Regions from separate parts of the Mus musculus genome. Here region 2 is linked to region 1. Evidence: chromatin contacts called from public Hi-C data. All regions are on one chromosome and are shown on one strand. Each heading gives the region's core, a stretch centred on a gene start, on an enhancer-like site or on the middle of the called end of the contact. The rest is flanking DNA. Distances are from core to core; before and after follow the strand shown.

Region 1 (3,785 bases), core at 1,059-3,558:
ACGTACCTGCTGCAGGGCGTGAAGCAGTGCGATGCACCGGGCATTGGAGCCACTGATGAGGCCCTGGGAGTACTGCAGACCGAGTCTCACCATGGCTGGGTGGATCACAGAGGATGGGATGCTGATGGGATGGCGGTGTCACATACTTTTTAAGGGAACTTGAGTACCTCTTGGCCCCTGCCCCTCATGAGAAGGGGCTTCCCCATTTCCTGTAGTTTTGCCTTGAGTTTGCACCCCACCCACCCACACATCCCATCTCACAGTTCCAGTCACTTTTAACACTGAGTTCCTCAATCTCCTCCGACTTAAAGGTCCTACCTCATGTACTGGGTCAAGGAGCTTTGTCTGCTGTACTGAGGCAGGTGGGAGAAGAGACTGACTTTGGATCCGTAATCCTTTCGTGTAGGAACCTCCATGAAACAAAGAGACATCATCAAACGGGACTGGGTGGGCTATTTGATCCCAATACTCCGTGCTTTTCCAGATCTTTTCTTTGCCCAGGGCAATTCTCCAGGTACCAAACCCACTTCCTACCTGTTGTCGATCTGGCTTTCTAAGGAGCCTCCTCAGAAGTGTGGGGTCATCAGCTGGGGTGTGCTCGGGGACACGCTTCACTCCTAAAAGTTAGGGAGATGCTTTCAAGACTCTATACATCTCGAAACGGGAGCGTTTGGGTAAGTGGAGTGTGAGAATGAAGAGGAGAGAGATACCTGAGGTGGTTTCTCCAGCAGTGCTGGGGCAGGCCTGAGGAGGGACGCCTCCTTGTTCCCCTTTTCTTGCCTGTTTCAGGGCCCGCTCTGCCTCCTGCTTGGCTCTCCTTTCGGCGCGAAGTTCTGCCTTACTCCGGCCAGCTGGAAGTTTCTCCCCAGCAGTACCTCCCAGCTGACTACCAGGTCCTGGGAGTTCTCTGATTGGGTCTATGAAATACAGAGGGAAGAGGTGCCTGGGCTCTAGGACGGTGATCTCTTTGCCCCAACCAAAGTTTCCCTTTTATCTATTTTTTTTCCCTTTCTTGACTGAGGCTGGAATTCATCAGAGATCCACCTGTCTTTGCTTTGGCCTTAGTTTCCCTTTTACCTTATCTAAGTTTTTTTTTTTTTCCTTTTTTGACTGAGGCTGGAATTCATCAGAGATCCACCTGCCTTTGCTTTGGCCTTAGTGCTGGGGTTAAAGGTGTGCTGTAAGCCACCACCAGCCAGCACCATCAGGCTCTGCCTTCCAAGTAACCGCTTTTGTACTTGCTCAAACCAACTTTGTTCTATCTCCCTTTGCAAATCCCTCATCCAGCATCCTACCCCCGGCCGTTTAAAGCGTCCCCGCACCTTGCCGTTGAGCTGCAGACACAGCAGAGCCAATTTCTTGGTCTGCCCCCTTTTCCTCCTTCCGTTTCTTCTTCTGCTGTTTCTTTTCTTTTCGAAGCTGAAGCTTCTCTTCTTGGGTCAACTCCCGCCCTGCTGCCTGAGACACAGACACGGGAACTGCTCTACCCCAGGCCATTCCAAAGGTTTATCAAGATGCTTACTAGATTCCCCCAAGGTTAAGTTCCTAACACTCTCTGACTTCTGTTACAAGTCTACGTAAGTAAGGAGAGAAACTTCTTCAGTCATAGTCACACACCGTTAAGCTCTGTAAAATCTCCCAGTTCTACTAAGAGATGAACTGAAAAGGATGGGAGATGGGGCCAAATGAAGGTGACACAGCTTTCTGTGTAGCTCTTGACAGGCGACTTAGGAGGTCTCTCCCTCACTTACCCCGGGCCGAGGAGAAAGTTCAGTCTTCATCTCGGATCTCGATTCTGCATCAGAAAACAGGGCACAGAGTGAGCCAGACAGGCTCCGGGAGGACTTGGGGAGACTCGTCGGCGCAGCTGGCTGCTGGGTTGGCATGACCACAGCTCGGCTGCCGGGCGCGAGGCGCTCTGGGATCCGCGTGGGGACGCACTGCGCGGCAGGATCAAAGGACAGGCGTGGGAGGAAAAGGGTCAGTCACCCTTCTGGGAACAGCCGGCAAGCAGCACCCTGCTGCGCCCTAGATCTTGTAAACCAGAGTCCCGCGACGTGCAGAAACCCGGCGGCAAGGCCCAAAGGCGCTCCGGACCCCGCATCAGCGATCCAGTGTTCATCTGCTCTTCTACCACTTGGTGCATCTAGCCCTTCACTCACCTTCGCGAACAGCCACCGCCACCGCAGCCATGACTGTGGGTCCTAGGCTCCTCCCGCCGAGGTCACTCACACTACAGCGCCACCTGGGCTGCTGGCTCCCCTGATGCCTCCCGCGGAGTCAGTCCCCAGCGGACTACAACTTCCGGCGTGCACTGGGTCCCGCCCAGGACTACGGGTCGCGGTGAGGACCAAAGGATGTTGGGTTCCCAATTAGGAGCGTCTCCGGCGCTCGACTACAGCTCCCAGCATGCCGAGGTTGCTGCTCGCAGAGCCGTCATCCTACAGCCTTCCCACCTCGGAGTTCAGGCCCACCAAAATGGCGAGCTGGGCTGCGGAGACGCGCTGAGTGGCAGAGGCAAGCGAGCAGAGGCGCTGCGAACCTGGTAGTACGGAGCTCTGCCTTAGGGAACATGCACTTTTCCATTCCTGAAACGGAGTCCCGCAGTGGGGACAGCGGCGGCTCCGCCTACGTGGTGAGGAGGTGCTAGAAGCTGGGCCAGGGCGGGGATAACGGGCCGGAGCTCTCGGAGCGGCCTCCAGCCTTCGAACCTCACTGGAAGCCATCTCATGTCTCAGTTTCGTACTTAAGCCACCCCAAGCTCCAATAGGTTCTTCTTTCCCCGGCCAGGCCGCGACTGCTCTGGCGGTGGGCACTATTGTCATCTCCGGGAGGGATACTGCCGCACAAGCGCCCGAGTGTCCTCGGGACTGGGCCTTCTGCTTGAAACCCGGCCCTGGGGGAAAAACAGGCTAAATCCCGGGAAGTCTCGGAGCGTTGCGCAGACGGATATGTCAGGCAACTTCCGGACAGGTTTCTGGGGCAAGAGGTGGTTTGCACGTCGATCCTGAGATGTTTGCCTGCTTTTGTGTCCTCAGGCCTATAACATTCACGTGAATGGAGTCCTGCACTGTCGGGTGCGCTACAGCCAGCTTCTGGGGCTGCACGAGCAGGTGGGACTAACAACCCTGTCTAGATGCAGCTTCAAGCCCTTCCATACCCACGGACATTAATCCCCTTTCATTACATCACCCTATAATCACTGCTACAGTGGAAGGTGGACTTTGTTAGCGTGACATTTCCGGAAACTCTCTGAGCGGCTTGTCTCTCACAGTTCCTGTACTTCCCTATACTCACACATCCTTCCTTCTCTGAGCTGTCTCCTTTTTCATCCTTTGCCCCTGCATGGAAAAACTGAACCCTGTTAGTCAAAGCACATTCCTTCTGGCACCTAAACTATAACTTGGGAATTCATTCCCCGGATTAATACAAACCATTCGCTGCTTTCCTTGTGTGTTCTTGGTCCCATCAGTGTATAAGATGTCCAAATGTTTCCCCCCTCACCAGATAGTGAGCTCTGTATAGATAGTGAATCTCTAGAGAGCCCTGTTTCTACTAGATGTCAGTCCTGAGCAAGTTAATTTCTTCCCGCCTCAGTTTCTCCAGATAAAAAGTAGATTCTTGGATCAGCAAAGTCCCTTCAACACACTTGAGTATGCTATGACTTTATTATCTGTGCACATAAGTGTTCCCTATAAATGTTCTCTACTGAGCAGTCTTGCTATGTAAATCAAAGGGCTCCTGGACCCAGGACCCCATGAAAAATCACCCTATAATGTCTTCAC
Region 2 (3,865 bases), core at 205-2,704, 130 kb after region 1:
GCCAACAACGAAAGGCCGGGGAGGTAAAATGGCTGAGTGAGTAAAGGTGCTTGCTACCAAATCTTATGATGATCTGAGTTCAATCCTTAGGACCTAAGTGGTAGAAGGAGAGACTGAACTCCCATTGGTTGTCCTCTTATGTCCACGGCCATTCTGTGTCACACGGGCACACACACACACACACACACACACACACACATAAACACAATATAAAGACAATCATTTAAAGATGAACAAAAACGTTTCTAGCATATACTCTTCCAAGGGTTTTTATGACAATTTCATACTGTCAGAAGGACTGAGACTCTGGAATAGAATTAGGCACCACTTCTGCCTTCAGAGTGACTAGTAGATAAGTGCCCAGTAATTTCCTCCTCCCACATCATAGGATCTATGGATCCCCCAAGAGTCAAATAAAAATCTGGGGGCTGGAGTGATGCCCTAGCAGTTATGAGCACTTCTTGCTCTTCCAGAAGACCCAGGTTTAACTGGAAGCGTCCACATGGCAGATAAGAACTGTCAGTAACCCCAACTCCAAATAATCTGATGCCCTCTTCTGGCTTCCAAGTTCACAACATGCGTGCGGTACGAAGACACATACATGCATCCACGTTAAAACACAATAGCTTGTTTTTAAAAATAAAGTAGAATGTTAAACCTGAAAATGTCTACGAGAAAGACCAAGGCCATGACTGTCTAAGTAAAGCAATAGTTATTAAATACCAGCCAGGAGGGTGGACTCTAGCTCTGTCCATACCCTGGGCTGCCAGAGGTGTCCTTGAGTTACATTAATCGGGTGCTTATAAAGGCCAAACTCATGTGGCTCTGTACATCCTGCCTTCTTCCAATCAGGGGCAAGCACACGTTCTGATGTACTTCCTGCCTACACACCTGCCACCTACCCGTGATCAAGCACATGCTAGGCAGTTGTGGCAAGCAGTCTTGTTTACTGAAGTGAAAACAGGTGTCTTGTTATAAAAACAGCTCTAGCATTTCAGAAGTAATCTGACCTTGGGCAACTGGGGCTTCTGGGTTAAGTTTAGCTCTCACAAGAATAGAACAAAAAGTCAAAAAGATTGTTAAAGCCTGGTCACATCAAACAAAGAATGATCTGCATTTTGGTGTCTGATTTATTACCACAGGCGACTCTCTCATCCCGAGGCTTTTCCCAGCCTCTAACTTCCCATGTTCCTGTGTGTTTGCATTTTAGAAGTTCCAGCGTGAGTTAAGCACCAAGTGGGTGTTGAATACAGTGAGTACTGGGGCCCATGTGCTGCTGGGGAAGATCCTACAGAACCACATGCTGGACCTCCGCATCGCCAACTCCAAACTCTTCTGGAGGGCACTGGCCATGTTGCAGGTCAGAGCGTGATGGGAGGCCCCAAACCTAGATGGCCACAGAAAGTATTTTTGCAAACTCAGGGAGGGTTTAGGCCCAGGGCTATTTTCTCACATCTTTCTCAGGCATAACCTCTGGTCTGCATGCATTCACACACAGGTACACTGAGGGGTCCCTGCAGGGGTCATATAGGGAAGCAAACAGTGGGAATAGATGAGAATGCAAACCCAGTGTAGGTTGACAGTATCAAACTGGATCAGACTTCAGGGAGTCTAACTAAAGCCAAGTGGTTCACTGTGGGCACATTTAAAACACAGTACAGTTTTGGAAAAGGTTTCCAGGCAACAATCAATCCAATCAGTCCAATTCCAGGCCCACAACAAAACTTAAGGTGTGACTACATAGAAACTCTTCTACAAAGTGCTTGTGACCATGAGGCTGGGTTCTATAGCTAAAGGGCCTAGAATCTAGTGTGGTCTCTGAGCATAGAGATCAGTAGGCCATTACCTACATGTGACATCTTCCCTAAGGATGGTAATAGCCTAGGGAGGGAGGAGTCTAGGATAAACATTCTGGGGAATTTGGGTGAGGTCTGTCTCTATATCAAATGGTGAGGGAGGTCAACCTCCACAGACAGCAAATGGTCACCAGGTTGTTAAAAAAATCCACTATCTACTTTCTGGATGGAATGCAGGTATTTGATCTTTATCTCCTTCATTGAGGAGATAAAGATGCATGATTAACAATCCTGGTTTCCTGAGTGCCTTTGGGTGAGTACAAGGACCTCTGTGCCCCTGACCCATACATGAGTGTGAAACTATAACCTCCAGGTGATTTCTTTAAGTTTCAAGGATGCAACAGAAATCCAACTCTTAACAGGGTGGTGGTGGTGCACACCTTTAATCCCAACTCCATAGGCAGAGACAGGCAGATCTCTGAGCTCCAGGACAGCCAGAACTACACAGAGAAAATCTGTCTCAAAACAAAGAAAAAAAATAAAGACAAATAAAGCAAAAAAGAAACCCAACTTGTATCTCTCTAAGTTAAAGTTAGCTAGTCTAACATTCTGGCAATTAGCATCCTCAGTGGGAAGGAGTCTCTCTGTCCCTGGTGACTTAAGGAGTGCCTGGCAGAGGGCTCCTATTGGCTTGTCTTGGGTCAGGTGCACAACCTTGACCCAATCACCATCCTCCATGGGAAAGGGTGCTCTGTCCACCTGCTTTGAGTGTTGTCAAATTGGCTTTGGGATGGGATGTGAGCTGGGCTTGATTATATCTTATGGCCCCCAGAATGGAGACTAACAGTTATCCAGAGGAAAAGAAAGGGGCTAATGCCAGAGAGGGGTGAGAATGCTGCTGGCCAGAGAGCATGGTGGATGGCCTTGAAGGTTGCTATTCCTTGATCATTGACCTGTGGGGTTGTTGGGACTCAGTTGTAAATCTCACCAATTTCCCATTCATTATGGGCAGGTGATGGTTTACCTCCAACTCCTTAAAACCCAGTTTTTCTTTATAACTCGTGATTTTGATACTGCCAGAAGGAACAGCGTCTTCAGCCAGTGTTCAGGATTGCAGCCCCCACTCTCTCACGCCTCGTCCTTTCCTGTGACACGATGTTCAGTTCTCCTAGGCATCTACCTCATTGCTTCTTCCTCAGAGGTTCTCAGGACAGTCCAAGGCTCGCTGCATTGAGAGTCTTCTTCAAGTGATACATTTCCCTCAACCGCTGTCGAATGATGTCCGCGCGGCCCCCATCTCCTGCCATGTCCAGGTTGCCCACGAGAAGGAAAAGGTACCCTTCCCCGGCTGGCTGTTCAATAAACTCTTTCTGAGAATCTTAAGCAACTTCGGACACCGAGTTTACAAAGCTCAGAGATACCCTGTTACTTGGAGCTCCCATTTGGAGGCTTGTATGGATGGAGTAGGGGTGGGGTGAGGAGGTACGACTGTGACAGAAGCTACAGAAGCAAAAAAGATACCAACAAGGGGTCTTCTGTTGTGCTTCTGAGCGGTATCAAGAAAGAGCAAGAGAAGGGCTCTTCGCACAAGAGTTTTCCAACTTCGGTGGAGGTTTTTCTCAGCTCTTGACCCCACCTCTTTCTAGTCTGGGTAACAACCATCTATACTTGCTTCCAACCTAACCCCTGTGCCCAATTCTCTAGCCACTCCAGGGTTCTTCCTCAAATGGCCACATCTTTTCTTCAGCTCTCCCTGTTCCTTCCCACAGGTGATCCCCACAGCCTTGCTGAGTCTCCTACTCAGGTGCTCCATCACTGAGGCTAAGGAACGCCTGGCTGCAGCTTCTTCAGTCTGTGAGGTTGTTAGGAGCGCCCTCTCTGGGCCAGGTCAGAAACGCAGCATCCAAGCCTTTGGAGACCCTGTGGTGCCCTGAATTGATGTTTCTGTGACCATTGAAAAGTCTCCATCCACTTCTGAGGGGACTTGTGCCAGTAATACACGTTGCAGGACAGACTCAGTTCCGGTGGGTGGGGCACTAACAGCCCAGAATTGAGGAAGAGTCCTGTTC

Evidence for each region. A called contact is a pair of places that touch in the nucleus more often than the background predicts.
Region 2: a Hi-C map of double positive thymocytes shows a contact between it and region 1, with 2.8 times the contacts expected there. The contact joins the enhancer-like site here to the promoter of Eif2b4 in region 1. A contact is called at or near these places in 6 of 39 promoter capture datasets (Sertoli cells, cancer-associated fibroblasts, embryonic stem cells and 3 more), 5 of 15 datasets of contacts at CTCF or cohesin (CD8 T cells, the G1E-ER4 cell line, embryonic stem cells and 2 more), 49 of 484 Hi-C or Micro-C datasets (B cells, CD4 T cells, CD4 single positive thymocytes and 29 more), 30 of 115 datasets of contacts at active chromatin or transcription factors (the 230-238 cell line, DN3 thymocytes, the HPC-7 cell line and 19 more) and 5 of 9 other capture datasets (adipose tissue, embryonic stem cells, liver and 2 more).

The regions. Positions count from the first base shown.
Region 1 is chr5:31,190,831-31,194,615 of GRCm38.p6, forward strand. Eif2b4 (eukaryotic translation initiation factor 2B, subunit 4 delta) reads right to left here and starts at 2,309. Exons shown (of 13, transcript NM_010122.2): 1 at 2,163-2,309; 2 at 1,752-1,795; 3 at 1,323-1,458; 4 at 711-917; 5 at 535-617; 6 at 319-410; 7 at 7-121. The coding sequence starts at 2,193. It overlaps Snx17 (sorting nexin 17), which reads left to right and starts at 2,474. Exons shown (of 15, transcript NM_153680.2): 1 at 2,474-2,635; 2 at 3,039-3,113. The coding sequence starts at 2,573.
Region 2 is chr5:31,323,362-31,327,226 of GRCm38.p6, forward strand. It overlaps Gckr (glucokinase regulatory protein), which reads left to right. Exons shown (of 19, transcript NM_001374741.1): 17 at 1,211-1,360; 18 at 2,996-3,130; 19 at 3,566-3,865. The coding sequence ends at 3,730. Among named protein-coding and RNA genes, the nearest start is that of Gckr, 28 kb to the left of the region's middle. Within about 2 kb of position 1,455, at least 7 of the 459 cell types and tissues checked have an H3K27ac peak or open chromatin away from gene starts, as enhancers often do. A contact at or near this core is called in double positive thymocytes, where this site is marked.